Regions from separate parts of the Hordeum vulgare genome. Here region 2 is linked to region 1. A link is a contact called in public Hi-C data. All regions are on one chromosome and are shown on one strand. Each heading gives the region's core, a stretch centred on a gene start, on an enhancer-like site or on the middle of the called end of the contact. The rest is flanking DNA. Distances are from core to core; before and after follow the strand shown.

What was found. Hi-C and Micro-C count contacts between places; a contact is called where the count stands out from the background.
Region 2: a contact with region 1 is called in a Hi-C map of leaf, with 2.3 times the contacts expected there. The contact joins the enhancer-like site here to the promoter of LOC123445706 in region 1.

Annotation. Positions count from the first base shown.
Region 1 is chr3H:616,340,863-616,343,736 of MorexV3_pseudomolecules_assembly, reverse strand. It overlaps LOC123445706 (receptor-like cytoplasmic kinase 176), which reads left to right and starts at 1,598. Exons shown (of 6, transcript XM_045122732.1): 1 at 1,598-1,981; 2 at 2,222-2,550; 3 at 2,696-2,831. The coding sequence starts at 1,897.
Region 2 is chr3H:616,377,727-616,380,497 of MorexV3_pseudomolecules_assembly, reverse strand. No RefSeq gene overlaps it. Among protein-coding and RNA genes, the nearest start is that of LOC123445824, 14 kb to the right of the region's middle. Within about 2 kb of position 1,362, at least 2 of the 3 cell types and tissues checked have open chromatin away from gene starts, as enhancers often do. A contact at or near this core is called in leaf, where this site is marked.

The DNA.
Region 1 (2,874 bases), core at 349-2,848:
CAACTCTGTGAGACTGTAGATAACTTGCAAATATACATGACTAGTATAGGGTGTTGAAGGGGAGTTTGAGAATTATGAGGCACACAAGTTGTTTAAAAGTTTTGTCACATTACAGAAGTTATGGTTGAAGTTATGTTAAGACAAAACGAAAAAAATATAAACTTACACACTTGTACATAAATCGTTTTCAAAATGATGGAAAAGAAGTAATAGGTCAATATTGAAACGATCAACTAGTTGATAATAACAGGGCCATTATATAAAAAATGTAATAAGAAAAGGAAAAATATTTTTCGAAGCATAATAATATCATCAACATAGACCAATACGAAAATAATGATCTTGCCTTTCCTATAAAAGAACAAGAAAGTGTCTTCTCTTGATGGTCGAAAACCAATGGTTTAATGTTTTTCACTTAACCCAGAGTACTATGCTCCAGGTGCATATTTCAGACCATGCGAAGCCTTATGAAGCTTAAAAACAAAATTTATCTTGCATTTTACCTCATAACCAGGTGGTTTTTTCATGTACACTTCTTCCTCTAGAACATTATGAAGAAACGTACTCCGCACATCCAATTGCCGAAGACTCCAACCACTTAAGATTGCAACAGAGAGAACAAGTCTCATAGTAGCTGCTTTAACTACAGGACTAAAAGCGTTTTCATAATGTTTATTTATCATCTTGCTTAAACCCCTTTGCTATCAATCTTGCCTTCTATCTGTTCATTTTATCATCCACCTATGTTTTAATTATGTATACCCGTCTACAGGTAATAACATTTCTGTTTTTGGCCGGAGGAACCAAGTGCCAAGTCTTCTTACTTCCAATGAGAGCACCATGCTCATCATTTATAGCCATTTTCCAATTTTTGTTACTCAAGGCCTCCTCCAAATTACTGGGGTGCACCAGTGGTTTCTAACCCTCGAAAATAAGTTTTGTCATACGTCATAGCGCCGTCAGTACTAATCTTGGTCAGTAGTAATCTTGGGTCTCACAATATCGTGTCGTGATCGAGTTTGCTGCATCGGCATAGCCTGATCTATGTTTGGACGTGACCTGGAATCCGAGACCGACATGTTGTTAAAGACAAGAAAGATGTGTCGGTTTATAAGCGTGAGTGCTCATAAGGGTGAGTACACGCTCGTATAGGTCGGCGAATTCGATTGTACTGTGTGGAAAAAAAAAATGCAGACTTATGATTTTTTTTTTATGCACCCTAATAAGATTACCATGGCGACGACGATGATTTGGGAGCGAACGTTGAGAAGAGAGAAGCAGGAGCCGGTCGGAGAGAAGAACGGCGCACGCACGCGCACACACGAGCAGAGTCCAAACGCCGGCGAAAAACAAACCCATCCAAAAAGCGTTCCCCCGGCGGCAAGCCGTGCCGCGCAAACTCACCACCACCAACCGCCACAAGAAAACGCAAACCGTCTGAATCAAACCACGACCCTCCGACGCAGATCCGACGGCCGGCGCCGGTCCCCGACCCGCCACGCAACCTCCACTGACGCCCCGGGCCCGCGTGTCACCGGCCGGAAGGTTCGCCGTGGAGGCGCCCGGTATAAATTTCGGGGCGGGAGCAAAAGCTGCCGAGAAGAAACACACCTTCTTCTCGCCTCCTCGCTCCCCGCCTCCCGCCCGCCATTAATGCGCCCCTCCTCCTACTGGGGCAAGTGGTCAACCAGCTTAGCACGGGCGACGCCGGCCTTCCTTCCCGTGATCGGCCAAGAGGCCGACGGGGACAGATAGGAAAGTCAGAGGTGTAGTATATATAATCCGGCCTGCTCGCCGGCCGGGGTGAAGACAGGCTCTGCCGTTCGCCAACGTCTCTGAGAAAAGCTCCGTCTCCCTTGCCTGAGCCTCCGTCCATCGATCGATCTGCCGCCGGCCATGGGGAACTGCTTCGGGAGCAGGATCAGCTCCGACAGCCCCTACAAGACCACCAGCGGCTCCGCCTCACCTTCTTCCTCCTCAGGTCAGCCCCTCTCCTCCTCCTTGCCGTTCTCCGGCGAGCGCCATTTCGCCGCCTAACTAATCTGGACCGTTCCTTCATTTTGGACCAATCTTCTCGTCTCACCTGCCCGCAAAGCACCTTTTTTTTTGCTTTTTTCCAAGCTCCCGGTCTCAATCCAAGAGCAAAATTTAGATTTTGCTTCGATTAGTTTGCTCTTCTGATGATCTTATCCTAATCTTGTCTGATTGATTGGTTAATCAGGGTGGGCGTGGAGGAGGAAGGGCAAGGGGGGCGTGAGCGTGTCGAGCAGCCGGGTGTCGTCCTCGCCGTCGACCACGGTGCCGCCGACGCCGCGCAGCGAGGGCGAGATCCTCCAGTCCGCCAACGTCAAGAGCTTCGCCTTCACGGAGCTCAAGACGGCCACCCGCAACTTCCGGCCCGACAGCGTGCTCGGCGAGGGCGGCTTCGGGTCCGTCTTCAAGGGCTGGGTCGACGAGACCACCTTCGCCCCCGCACGGCCCGGCACCGGCATGGTCATCGCCGTCAAGAAGCTCAACCAGGAGGGCTTCCAGGGCCACCGCGAGTGGCTGGTCAGTCTTCGCCTTCTCTTCTCTGAATTACTCTGCTACTGAATATGGCTTCTGAACTTTCTGAATCTCTGCATTCAGAATCAGTGTGTTGCTCAAATTTCTAAATCCATTGTTACTGAATATGGCTGCTGAATGTGTTGTGCAGGCTGAAGTGAACTATCTTGGTCAGTTGTCGCACCCGAATCTTGTCAGGCTCGTCGGGTACTGCCTCGAGGACGAGCAGCGCCTCCTCGTCTACGAGTTCATGCCGCGAGGGAGCCTCGAGAACCATCTTTTCAGAAGTAATTACCAATGAACCTTCCTCTCTGCTTCATTCATCAGTTA
Region 2 (2,771 bases), core at 113-2,612, 37 kb before region 1:
CACGGTAAATTAATTAATTCATTTAACAACAACTTTTATCTTTTTCATTTGACTATTTTATTACAGTACTAATACTTTTGGGGTCCGGATGACAAAACATATTTTTTAAGCAAATCGTTTTCGCCGGTACTAGTGCTACTATGGGCCAGAGAGCGTGTGAACAAAAACACCGTGTCACATCAAACAAAATTAACACGCTTGATACTTGCATGTCACTGAAATATATTGTCCATCTTCCTTCATCAATTCAGATTTTTGGTTGATTTGATTGGAGTATGAAGTCAATTTGGTATCATAGCCAAAAGGTATTGAGTTCAAGACCTTGCCAACTTAGTATTGAAAACCAAAGATTCTGTGAGCTACATCGATCTCACGTCTAAGGATTAAAATAGACTAGACATGAGGGTGGGTGTTTATATATTGCTCGCCTCCCTTCATCAGTCTGGACTTTTGGATGAGCCTGATTAAAAAAAGATAACGGTGACGGCAATAGTGGAATTGTGTTTCTTTGGGGCATTGGTGGTTCTCCTGTTTCGACCTTTGGCACTCCCGTTCTTCATATCTTCTACAATCCAATAGCGATGGTGATGATTTGCTAGTATAGCTAGACGGCATGCACATGTCCTTCACTTTGTGAACAATCTGATGACGACGTTGATAATTTGCTATAAGACCTAGATGACGCGGTTATGTTTTTCACTTCCTCAAATATCCGATGATGACGTTTGTGATTTGCTATTAGGGCTAGACGGCGTTGGAAAGAGAAGCACCAGCCAGTTGGGAAAATCATCCAATACTCCTCTTCCTTTGTACCACATAGATTTGGTTTTAAAATGTGTTTTAATAGTGGCAAGACGGCCCGTCTAATTGGAGTTAAGTTTAGTGTTGAGGGAACTTCTGCTTTTAGTTTGCACCTGTTTTAATAGTGTAAGGCCATGAGGCCAATTTCCTCCTTTAGATGCGTCCAGTTTTGAAGCAGTGGTGCTAAAACTTGTTGTTGGACTGGTTGGAAAACCCCTTTCATTTAAAAAAGAAAAGCCGGTCCATGTAAATTGACCACCAAATACTTCTCCTCCTCTCAATTACCAGGCTATCAATCTCAAGCCACAACGAACGTCGGATCTCAATCCGACGGCTGCACCACCTTCACTTATGGCCCGGGGCCACGTGTCACTGAGAGGAAGGTTGGGCATGTAGGTGGTGGTTATTAATTAGTACTAACTGGTAATTAAGTCGGAACCGGGAAACGACAAATCATCTATAGCTCGAACTACTTGCTGCCAGTGCGCCGGTGCCAGCCACTGCAGTGTTGGAGAGGGCATGTATCCTATTCCTAGCTGGTGTGTATCATCTAGGCACAGTTGACCTTTGCTTGCTTGATCGGCATTTTCCTTGATAGCGACCACCAGCCCGATCCATCGCATGCACTACCTCTGCCTCTGCCTTTTTGGATGAGAAGAAGAGACCTCTCTCAACGGACATGGCAAGTACGTACTCCCTCCATCCAGATGTATAAGGCATGCACGTAGTTTTATGTCGTTAATTTAACTATTTAAATATGTATTATATATAATAAATAATATATCATTATATTCATGTGGAAATGTAGTTTTTAAATATGTGATTTTTATCGCATATAATATATATTTAACTAGTTAAGTTGACAGCCTAAAACTACGCGCATGTCCTATACACTTGGACGGAGGTAGTACGTACGACGGCGTAGCTAGCTCGCTGGTCAAGCAGTTGGGCTTTGTGTACCACTAGTATACTCCATCATTTTCGGTTTATAGGGCTCAAATCTGAAATCTCATCAATCAAGGTGAATTGTGTGTGGATGACACTAGTTTAAACTAGCCAATGAAATATTTCTCACATATGCAATTTTCAAGGCAATAAATGTAGCATCCATCCTTTCATTGGACTTGCGTGGTGGATGTAGAAAACGATGCATGCAAAGTCACTCTTCTCCTTTCTCTAAACTCTATGAATTAAATATGGCGCGAGACTCAAAGCACTTTAACTCACTTAAACTCGAAATGAGCCTAAGAGCATGGTTAATAGGCCCTGTTTGGATACTCTAACCGGGTTAGAGGTTAGAGTTAGATTCTAACCCTCAACTAACCCTAAACTAACTCTAACCCAAAAGGTGTTTGGATGAGAGGGTTAGATTGGCAATAAATGTCATTTCTCAATCATTTGGTTACTTTTGTCCATATTCACTGTCGGATTTGGTGTGGCCGATCGTTGTGTGGCCTGCTCTCGCTCACAAATGAAGTATAAAAAACATGATAAAAAATAATTTGTTCGTACAAATTTGATGTCTCACTTAAACATACAAGTCGTCAATCAAAGTTTGAAAAAATATTACATTCCATGAAACAAAGCATGAGCTAACTCATCACGGAAGGCATTCATGTTAACATCTTCAACAAGAGGTTCGTCTTCTGGCCATGCAGATGCAGAAGAATCCGGCATTGGGTTATAATTTTCATCGGCGTCACAGGCATCAAATTCCCTATCCGCAATTCTGCTCCGACGAATGAAATTATGAAGAGCCATACAAGCAACGATAATTCTAGTTTGCTTATCCTCTGCAAATATTGGCATGTTCAACAAAATCCTAAATTTCATCTTCAACACTCCAAATGATCGCTCAACGACATTCCTAACTTTGGCATGTGCATGGTTGAAGGTTTCTTTCAAACCTTGCGGCGGCGGTCCGTTTTGCCATTGCTGCACATGATACCTTGTACATCTGTATGGTGAAA